Regions from separate parts of the Mus musculus genome. Here regions 1 and 3 are each linked to region 2. Evidence: chromatin contacts called from public promoter capture Hi-C data. All regions are on one chromosome and are shown on one strand. Each heading gives the region's core, a stretch centred on a gene start, on an enhancer-like site or on the middle of the called end of the contact. The rest is flanking DNA. Distances are from core to core; before and after follow the strand shown.

What was found. Capture Hi-C pulls out chosen DNA fragments and counts their contacts.
Region 1: a promoter capture Hi-C map of adipose tissue shows a contact between it and region 2. The contact joins the promoter of Mfsd10 here to the promoter of Letm1 in region 2. A contact is called at or near these places in 2 of 39 promoter capture datasets (liver and pre-B cells), 1 of 484 Hi-C or Micro-C datasets (embryonic stem cells) and 1 of 9 other capture datasets (adipose tissue).
Region 3: a promoter capture Hi-C map of liver shows a contact between it and region 2, with 2.3 times the contacts expected there. The contact joins the promoter of Fam193a here to the promoter of Letm1 in region 2. A contact is called at or near these places in 3 of 39 promoter capture datasets (liver, neutrophils and pre-B cells) and 1 of 9 other capture datasets (liver).

Annotation. Positions count from the first base shown.
Region 1 is chr5:34,635,295-34,638,739 of GRCm38.p6, reverse strand. Mfsd10 (major facilitator superfamily domain containing 10) reads left to right here and starts at 1,528. Exons shown (of 13, transcript NM_026660.3): 1 at 1,528-1,813; 2 at 1,957-2,146; 3 at 2,234-2,330; 4 at 2,616-2,719; 5 at 2,973-3,131; 6 at 3,209-3,370. The coding sequence starts at 1,973. Nop14 (NOP14 nucleolar protein) reads left to right here. Exons shown (of 18, transcript NM_029278.2): 18 at 89-204. The coding sequence ends at 188.
Region 2 is chr5:33,781,365-33,785,028 of GRCm38.p6, reverse strand. It overlaps Letm1 (leucine zipper-EF-hand containing transmembrane protein 1), which reads left to right and starts at 2,312. Exons shown (of 14, transcript NM_019694.2): 1 at 2,312-2,555. The coding sequence starts at 2,477.
Region 3 is chr5:34,367,944-34,371,514 of GRCm38.p6, reverse strand. Fam193a (family with sequence homology 193, member A) reads right to left here and starts at 1,582. Exons shown (of 21, transcript NM_001243123.1): 1 at 1,088-1,582. The coding sequence starts at 1,309.

The DNA.
Region 1 (3,445 bases), core at 279-2,778, 850 kb before region 2:
TCTGAACTGTTAGTGTTCAAACTGAAGAAAGCAAAATACCTGAGAACTGATGCAAGATTAACACTTGCTTTTTTCTCTTTCTCTTTAGGGATGCAGAAAGAAAGCGTAAAGTAAAACAGCTTTTTAATAGCCTGGCCACGCAAGAAGGTGAATGGAAGGCTCTTAAGAGGAAAAAGTTCAAAAAATAAATTGTCTTGTAATGTAGCAAGGCTGTGTGGTGTGTTGTAATGAAGGGTTCTGGGGGTTCATTGTGGAGTGTGGGGTCCCATCTCCCTGCCATGCTCAGACACAGGTTGGGGATGTCTGTGAGAGCTCTGCACTGTTAGATGATAGCCACACACAGAATGACATTTAGGCAGTTGTCCATAAAACTGACAAGCTGTCATAGTGTGGGTAAGTACATTATATACGTTTTACAGTGAAGTCGCCTTCCCACACACTTATCAGATCACCTATCACACATGACAGAACAGGACTGAATCCTTACGTCCAGCCTGGCCCTTGTCACCTGCTATGGCTCTGAGGTGTGAGATCTTGTGCGAGGGTTGGTGGTGCTGAGTAGGAGTTGCGTTTTGGATGTGGTGAAGCCACTGTTGGAGCACAGAATGAATGGCTGTGGGCATCCTGCAGCTCAGAAAGTGCTGGTCAAGAACAACCCTGAAGGGAGATTGGGCTCAGCAGCTTGGCTTACAGGGGCTACATCTACCAACAGTACTCACCTTGTCACCTCTCCCTGTGATTCTTCTGGGACAGAGGCTGCATGACCCACGAGGGGCCTGGGCCTGACACACGCACCAGCTAGGCTACCATCCAGCCCCAGCTTCCTCCACGCCTGAATTAGCCACAGGGCTCTGCCGTACAATGGCTCTGTGTAGCCAACTGCAGCAAGAAGCAGGGTGGCCAAATCTGATACTGGGCATAGATTGAGCAATCTATGAGGAGGAACATGCCAAGGAAAAGTTTATAGAGCCTCCAGATACTGTCCTGTGTCGTCAGAAGGGGAACACAATCCAGCTAGAAGAGCCTATCACTCGAGTGCATCCGGTGTTGTCCTCTGGGAAAGAGTCAGTGTGGACTGTATGGCTCCAACAGGTTAACAGCACTGAAGGGATAGGACTTTAGTGGTTCATCTATCTAAAAGATGAGTCTTTGCTCCAGCTGTTCTCATACTTCAGAGTTGATTGAGGATGACTAAATCCTGAATCCTGTTCTTTCTGTCTCCACCGAGTGCTGGTACTAGAGGTGGGCATCACCATCCCCAACTCCAGCATGGTTTAGAGTAAGCTAAAGTAGGAGGGTCAGGAATTCAAGGTCAACCGTGGCTACATGAGACCCTGATTCAAAAGAAAGATATATAGGTACCAAGGAGACTGAACTGCACAGACAAGCTGTCTCTTACATACACTTAGCTCTTCAGAACTTCACCGCTTGCTTCTAATGCATCTGGAAGCCTGCAAGCCTTCTCTATACTTGGCTGCTGGGAGACTCCAAACCCAGTTCCCGCCACAGCACGGCCTCCCGGAAGAGGAGGTGCCTGTTCCGAAGCCTCCGGGGTGTGGCTGCTATCCAGGGAGGTTCCCTGTTCATCCACCCGTTTGTCCCCGCCTGGAGCTGCGGCACGTGTGCACAGGTCCCAGCTGGGTAGGTGGGAAGCAAAGGTTTCGATATCGTGTGAGGAGGCCGAAGTGGTACACGAACAGGAGCTCAGGGCGCCTACGACTCCCCAACCAGGGATTCCCGTCTTCTCCCCGTTACCCGCTTCACAACAGGGGGCGCCCTGACCACTGCGGCCCTGAGCTTACTGCTGCCCTAGGTTGGTAAGGGAGTCGGGCCTTGAAGGGTGTGCCAGGACCGCATTGGAACCACTTCCGTTTTGTCTGGCAAGAACCTGCAAATTCAGCTTTCAATTGTCAGGTAAACGGGGCCGTCATCACCACACCCTCCTTCCCCCAGCAGGGTCGGAGCTTCCACCATGGGCTGGGCAGGGGATGCGGGCTGTACGCCTCGTCCGCCTATACGGCCTCGGCCCGCGTCCGAGCGTCGCGTGATCATCGTGCTCTTCCTCGGCCTGCTACTCGACCTCCTGGCGTTCACGCTGTTGCTGCCTCTGCTGCCTGGGCTGCTGGAGAGACACGGCCGCGAACAAGTAAGCCCCTCCCCCAAGGCGGGAGCTCTCCCCATGCCTAGCCTATCACAGATTTATCCAGCTGGAGTTACTTTCCTCTTTACCCAGGACCCCCTCTATGGCTCCTGGCAGCGTGGGGTAGACTGGTTTGCTTCAGCCATCGGGATGCCAGCGGAAAAGAGGTACAACAGTGTCCTGTTCGGAGGTATGTCGCTGTGTGCCATGCTGGGGCCCACAACCTTTTTTTGGAGAGCTAGTTCTGCCTAGGCTCTTGGTCAATCATCCTCCCTGGGTTCCTGCCTCCTTTAACTGAAAGGTGTGGGTTGGTTTTGTTGTTGTTGTTGTTTGGGGGAGGGGGTTGTTTTGTTTTGTCTTTTTGTTTTTGGTTGGCTTTTTTTTTTAAACTGAGGCCACCCGAGCTTCAGTCGATGGCCTGTGAATATAGGGCTAAGTGTGGTCAACACTCTAGGACTGATCCTCTGTCTCTCAGGTCTCATCGGCTCGGCCTTCTCCCTCCTGCAGTTCTTCTCCGCACCACTCACAGGAGCTGCCTCTGATTACCTGGGGAGGCGCCCAGTGATGATGTTGTCCCTGGTAAGCCTCTGGAGCCAGCTGTCAACAGGCAGAGGGGAGAATGCAGCTGTGGGGCTCCCCTGCCAACAGTGGGCTCCCATCCCTTCTAGAGGGATCTTCTGGCCCCTGGTGTTACACCAAGCTAAATACACCTAAGGAAAGTACAGGGACACAAGTGGCCCGGGTCTGAGGGTTATATGCTTGCCTGCCTTGCTCTGGGTGCTTCCTGGCCTGAAGTGACCGATCCTGCCACTTGGCCTCCACCCATTGGCAGACAGGTTTGGCCATCTCCTATGCAGTGTGGGCTACCTCTCGGAGCTTTAAGGCCTTCTTGGCCTCCAGGGTGATCGGAGGCATCAGCAAGGGGAACGTTAACCTCTCCACAGCCATTGTCGCTGACCTGGGCTCACCTCCAACCCGCAGCCAAGGCATGGTGAGTGAACAGACCTAGGGAACGGGGATTGATGTCTGGGCTTCAGACTCCATGCCTAGCTCAGGTCTTTTCCCTAGGCAGTCATCGGGGTAGCCTTCTCCTTGGCCTTTACTCTGGGTCCCATGCTGGGAGCATTCCTGTCTGTGGAAATGGTGCCCTGGATCAGCCTACTTTTTGCCATCTCCGACATGTTGTTCATCTTCTGTTTCTTGCCAGAGACACTGCCCCAGGAAAAGCGGGTAGGCCCGGGTCCCCGGAGGGGTGAGGGCTCCTGAGGGTTGGAAGGGGTTTCCTTTCTTATCTGTACCATTGGC
Region 2 (3,664 bases), core at 1,063-3,562:
AACTCCTCTATTGGGGACCCTGTGCTCCATCCAATGGTTGGCTGTGAACATCTGCCTCTGTATTTGTAAGGCTCTGGCAGGGTCTCTCAGGAAACAGCCATATCAGGCTCCTTTCAGCATGCACTTCTTGGCATCCACAATAGTGTTTGGATTTGGTAACTGTGTATGGGATGAATCCCCAGGTGAGACAGTTTCTGGGTGGCCTTTCCTTCAGTCTCTGCTCAACACTTTCATCTCCATATTTGCTCCTATGAGTATTTTGTTCTCCTTCTAAGAAGGACTGAAACACCCATACTTTGGTCTTCCTTCTTATTGAGCTTCATGTGATCTGTGAATTATATCCTGGTTATTTGGAGCTTTTGGGCTAATATCCACTTATCAGCAACTGCATATCATGTGTGTTCTTTTTCAATTTGGTTACCTCACTCAGGATGATATTTTCTAGTTCTATCCATTTGCCTAAGAATTTCACGAATTCATTGTTTTGGAGTTTTTGTTTGTTTGTTTGGTTGGTTGGTTGGTTTTTTGTTTTTGTTTTTTTGTTTTTTTGAGGCGGTTTCTCTGTGTAGCCCTGGTTGACCTGGAACTCAGAAATCTGCCTGCCTCTGCCTCCCAAATGATGGGATTAAAGGCGTGCACCACCAGTGCCCGGTGAATTCATTGTTTTTAATAGCTGAGTAGTACTCCATTGTGTAAATGTACCACATTTTCTGTATCCATTCCTCTGTTGAGAACATCTGGGTTCTTTCCAGCTCCTGGCTATTATAAATAAGGCTGCTATGAACATAGTGGAGCATGTGTCCTTATTGCATGTTGGATCATCTTCTGGGTATATGACCAGGAGTGGTATAGCTGGGTCCTCAGGTAGTACTATGTCCAATTTTCTGAGGAACTGCCAAACTGATTTCCAGAGTGGTTGTACAAACTTGCAATTCCACCAGCAATGGAGGAGTGTTCCTCTTTCTCCACACCCTCACCAGCATCTGCTGTCACCTGAGGTTTTGATCTTATCCATTCTGACTGGTGTAAGGTGGAATCTCAGGGTTGTTTTGATTTGCATTTCCCTGATGATTAAGGATGTTGAACATTTCTTTAGGTGCTTCTCAGCCATTCGGTATTCCTCAGTTGTCATTACTACTTTGGCTTGGCTTTGCTTTCCTCCTCCTCCTCCTCTTTGGTCAGGCAAGTGTTCTTATTGGTGGAAGTTTCTCAGCTTGGCTAAGAAACTTCAGTTCTTTGGTTTAGGTCATCAGCCCTTTCAGGGAATCCCTACACTTGACTTAATTCTGTATCTGATGCCCACAATGTACATTACCGTGTGCACAAGAGAGGTTCCAAACGTCTTAGGAGATTCTCTGCCACCTGAGTCCTGAGATAGGGATTCTGGCCTACACTGGCCCAGCTTTTAGGTTCTGATTCAGAAAATGACCAGATAGGTTACTTCTTCCCAATGGGCTGTGCTGGGATACTAGTGAAGCGTCCTCGCTGGGAGCCAGCTGGAATTAGGACTTGAGCACCTGTTCATCAGAAAAAAAAAAAATGCATTAACCTCATACTGAAGATCTTCACCTACTATTCTGAGTTCACTCCCACAGGAACGTAGAAGGAACGGAAAAGGCATTCCACAAAGGCAGGAGGTGGAAAGCAGTGAGGGAAGTCTCCAGGAACGGTCTGGTGTCCCTGGGTCGGGATACAGATCTGTGGAGAGGGTGGCTGCTCTGGAGCACCAGAGTGTGTATAGTCCTGGGTTTCCACAATCCTGAAGCCTGCCATTCCAGCCACCACCCTTTAAAGAAGAGGATGCTGCCAGGTCTATTTTGGAGTGGGCAGGGGTGGCTGTGAGCTACCATAGAGGGGACCTGCCAGGAGTGCAGCCCACTACTAAGGTTGCTCGTCCTGACGCGAAGCAAGGAGGTGGGACCAATTAACAGCCTCGCAGAGTTATGTTCCCTACCCACCACCCTTCCTTAAAGTCCCATGAGCCATCTGCTATGGGCTAGTATAATATAGGGCTTAGTAGTTATGAAAATAGATGCCAGTTCTTTTGCCGCCTCTGTGCCCGCAGCCCCAAATCAGAAGCTAGGCACTGCTAAGATGCAAGAGGAACTCCAGATAGATCTGAGCTCATCAAGAAAACCCAAGACTCGGCGCACGCTGGGACTTGTAGTCGGGAGAGGCAAGCCTCCCGGATGCACGCTGGGCCTTGTAGTCTGTTGGGCGGGCTCGCCCCTCACCTGGCCAGGGCGGGTGCCGCAGGGCCAATGGGAGCCGTGCCGGCCAGGCCTGTTCCGCCCCGCGCCTACGGACGTTTGTGCCGGGACATGGCCGCTGCGGATGCCGGGTCCTTGAGCTGAGCGCTTGCTGCCGGAGCCAACCTCTGCCGTCAACCGTCCGCGCGGGCTGGGCCCAGGCGCCGGGACGGCCAAGATCCGCCGAGGAAGCTGAGGCAGCTATAGAACGCCGCCGCGGCGGGCGCATGGCGTCCATCTTGCTCAGGAGCTGCCGGGGCCGGGGGCCTGCCCGCCTCGCGCCACCTCGGGCCGCCTCCCCGCGGGGTAAGCTGGTGCTGCGCAAACGACCTGTTGTGGGCGACCGGGAGCCAGCGCGGGACGCCCCCTTCCGTGCCCCGAGGCAGCGCGGCAATGACAAGCACCGGGCCGCTCTGAGCCGCTTGTGCTGGACAGCTTCCTGTGACCTTAGTTGCCCAGGTCGCCGCAGGTCACTGCTGCCGACCGAGGCGCTGAGAAAGTTCCTTAGGGCCGTGGCTTCCCTGCCGCTCCCCTCGAAGATGAATCGAGCCCTGTCCTGCCCTTTGGCCAGTTCAGGCTTGGAAGCCAGAACTCTGGGACAAGGAGATTGGGTTGTGGTTGATGCCAGCTTAGTGGGCCACTCCCTGGGGTGGGGTGGCTGATGACCGTGCTTTCCAAGGAAACTTATATGTGTCCTATTTGTAAGGTTGAAACAGCCTGTGAGAGTGGGACCCAAGACCTTATGGTTTCTTGGTAGAAGTACAGTTCTTGTCACCTTAACAGTATTGGAGAGTCGGGTATGGTGTGGAGCCAGGCATGGGGGCACACACCTTTACCCCCAGCACCCTGGAAACAGAGGCATGTGAATCTCTGAACTCCAGACCATTTAAAATTTCAGGCCAGGCAGGGCACAAGATCCAGTCTTAAAAACAAACAGCAAAACCAGTTAGGATGCGTGGAAAGAGCAGAGTGTCCCTGGGTTTGGTGTGGTTTTTCAAGCTGTCTCTGCTATAAGCGCTGTCTACCTGTTGACTTGTTCAGGATACCATAATGTACTTCTGCCTTTTCTTATTTCTCTGGCATGTTTATGGCTTTCAAATTAGTTGATATTGTGTGTGTGTGTTATTATTCCAGGCACAAGAATGTTTTCTTTAGTTAACCCAGTTCCCTTGGAACAAAAATGCTGCTTCCCTGACAGTGGTTAGACTCCTGTCAGCTGGTTAGATGTGGAACAATAGAGCATTACTGGGTAGCAAGCCCCTGCTCTCCCTGTAATGATGTGCCCAGAGCCAACAGGCACAGGATGGACATCCTGACTTTTTAGTCTTAGAGGATAAATTGAGGCCAACTTTGTATCAAAGTGTTCTTTATTCTTGAGTACTTACCTTCTTCTTCACTTTTGTGTGACATACTTT
Region 3 (3,571 bases), core at 333-2,832, 590 kb before region 2:
TATGAGGAGTAAGGCTCCTTGTTAGCAGCTGGTCTTCACTGTACATACAGAAATGGATGTACTTCACTTCCAGCTCCAGCAACCACTATTACCCTTTCTATAAAGCTTTCGAACAGGCCAACCTCCCACCTTCCCCTTCCAGCAAAAGCAAAGGCGACCCACAAAGTCCCAAAATGAAAAATCACAACCTCATTTTAAACTAGAGCTGTCCAGAGTCAAGAAAAAGGCCAAACTCTGGAAACTCAAACCCAAGGACAAACCCCAGATGCTAAACAAATGTAACAATACTCCGCGAAGAAAGCTCCCAAAGTTGCACCAAAACTGCAGAGAACACCGGGAACAAATAAGGAAAACTTAAGTATTTATCCATTACTGTACTTTCTTGCAACAACATGAGCATCAAAACCCATGCCCATCCCCAACAATTTTCTCAACTGCTCTCAATACATACTGTGCCAACACAATATTCCGAATCTCATTAAAAAAAAAAAAAATCTGCCTCATGACTTGGCACACAAATACCCCTTAAAGCTTTGGTTTCTTCACTGTGGATGTCTTTTTAAAAGAAGATAACTTGTTTTAGCAACCTTACAAGAACGCAACTTGAGAGAAACCCATAATCATTCGGTGGCCAATCCAATCTATAGAACCGATTATGCCAACTGCATCCCACGTACCAGCACTATCTTCTGAAACAGAATAAAAGAGACAGCGGTCCATCCACAGCATGCCTGCGTAAGTAAACCTGAAAAAATAGTTACCCCAACCCTTGCGACTATCCTCAGCTGACACTCCTGAGGAAAGAGACCCCGGCGGCTCCCGAGAGCTTACAGCAGCAGGCACAGAGGGCAAGACAGCCGCGCCCGTGGTGCGCCAGGCGGTACCCAGAAACTTCTAGGGGGCACTTTTCAAGGCCACAGTCGGTGTGCCTCGGGGGTCCCGCCGGCGCCGCCCTCCCTCCGCCGCGCTCGCGCCCGGGAGGAGCTGTCAGCTAGGCAGGCGCCGGCCCGTTATCCGCCGGCCGCGCCCGCCCGGCCGCTCGTGAGGGGGCGGCGGCCGCTCCCGCCCGCGGACCCCTGCTGCTTACCTCGAAGTAGCCTCCGGCGGCACCGCCCGCACCCGCGCCCAGAGGCCCGTGGGCCGCCGCGCCGCCCAGCAGGCCCGCCGCGCCGGGGCCCGGGGCCTGGGGGCCGCGCAGGGCCGCCGCCGAGCCGGCCTTGCCGCCCGAGCCGCCGCCACCCGAGCCACCGCCGCCGCCGCGCTTGTTCTTCCGGCGCTTGGCTCCGCGCTTAGCGTCGGCCGGGCTCATGGCGGGAGTGAGGGACGGAGGACGGCGGGCGGGGAAGGGGCGCGGGCGGGCGCCGGGCCGCGGGCGGCGGCGGCAGCGGCGGGCAGGCGGAGGCGGCGGCGGGCGCTGCGGCCGGCCGGGCGGGGGGCGCGGCGCGGGGTCTCCTCCCGGGCTGGGAGGGCGGGGCGGACGGGATCTGAGGGGCAGCTGCTGGCGAGAGCGACGCGAGTCCACCGGGCCCGGTGCCGCCGCTGACCAGAGTTAAGAGTCCAATATGGCGGACACAAGGGGAAAGGGATCCCAGTTTACGTCGGGGGAGGGGGGAAGCAGCGGCAGGGGGAGGGGCGCGGGCGGCCGCCCCCCGCACTCCGCCCTCCCGGGCGGCGCGCCCCTGGCCTGGGACCCCGCCCCCGACGCCACGCGCGAGGCATGCCGGGAGCTGTAGTTCCAGCCGCCCGCGGCTCCGCCCGGGCGTGTGGGGCGGGACCACGACTCCCGTAGGGCCACGCGCAGTTAGTCGTGCGGGGAGAGGGTGTGCCTAGGGTGACGTCCGGCGCCGCGTGGCCCTGTGGAATCTGTAGTCCGCGCACGGACGGAGCTGGAGGCGGGCGGGGTCCAAGAGGGTCTCGCAGTTCCAACTCTGGCGGTCTCTCAGTTCCTTTAGTACAGCCTCCTGCCAAAGACCCAAGCTCTTGCCCTGCTCGTAGTGGGCCCTGCTGACTTTGGCCCAGTCCAGGTTCGAGCGTGCCCCTTTCACCTGTCGCTGTGTGACCTTGGCCTATGCCAGGGCCAGTGGAAAGAGGGCCGGCATCCGCCGACTGGTAATTCACTGCATCTGCGCTGACAAGGCCTGCAGTAAGCAGGAGCCTGCCTCACTCCTTCCTCGCTTCTCTTTAAAGTCTCCATACTTAAAGGAGCGCTTCCTCAGGCCATCGCCCATGCTATTCATCACTTTCCATTCACCACATACCAGGAGGACTTTAGTTCAGGACAGAAGTCTGGACCACTACCTAGAAACCTTGTTCCTTGGCGCCCTGCTTATCGCCTATAGGTACAAGGACCCAAACCAAAGGTTTCCCGCAGTTCATACCTATTTTTGATTCCATCAGTGGAACCAAGTGCTATCTGTTGAGATTAGCATTGCGACATACAGACATGCGCTCCTGAACCATCTCCTATTACCTCCTAGTTAGTCATTCTGGCCCAATTCAGCAATTCTGACCCATTTTTCACCCCAAACCTGAGCAGCCCAATGTGATGAACCCCGTTTCAATGACTAACTTCCCAATAGAATGAAGGTCCCTCACCCAAACAGGTCTTGGATAGCTCTGATATTAAAGTGTAGTAGGATGCCAGGCTAAATCTCCCTCAGTACTCCATAGGTGGGCAGTGTCAGGACCGCCCCTTCCCTCCATTTCATCTAAGGAGTCCAGTTGAATGCCTCCCTACTTCCATAACCACTTTGCTTTCTTCTGTTCTTGGCACATTGGCATGGAGTTGAAATTTTTAAGTGTCATTAGTATCCTAGAGGGCACAGGATATAGAAGTGCTTGCCTCCACCATAATCCCAACCCCTTGCAGGCACAGGGCTGGGCATGCAGCACTCCAGTAATTGCTAGGTGAATGAATGACCATTTGTCCAGCAGTGCAGTCATTCTCTGTCAAATCTCCATTCACACATACACTCTCCTGAGAGGTGCTATTAGTCATAGTCTATGGATAAGAAACAGGTTTATAGGTGCTAAGGATGTTGCCCAAAGCCACTCTAGTTTTCAGAGGCAAGGCCCAGATTCTAGCTCAGGTATAACTTTGGGCACCAACATAAGTGTATGTACAAAGACACTTTGTTTCTAGAGCAAATGAATTCACAGAATCTCTAAGCTTCTATAAGGAGGCCGAAGAGGGTTTTTTTTGTTGTTGTTGTTTTTGGTTTGGTGTTTGTTTTGTTTGCTTGGTTGGGTGAGTTTTTGGTTTGGTTTTTCGGTTTTGCTTTTGTTTCAGTTTTTCAGACAGCATCTCACTGTATATTTCTGGCTGGCTTTGAACTTGATATGTAGACTATACTACTCAGAGATCCTCCTGCCTCTCAGCCTTCCATGTTCTGGGACTAAAAGTGTGTGCCACCACCAGCTTCGTTTTATTCTAACCACCTGGGAGAGCCATGGAAGGCTTTTAAGCAGGGAATGCCATGGAGATGCATACTTCGTTTTATATATTTTAATTAAATTTGAATAAGTGCTTGCTTGCCTGTATGTATATGTACCACATGTATACCTGAAGCCA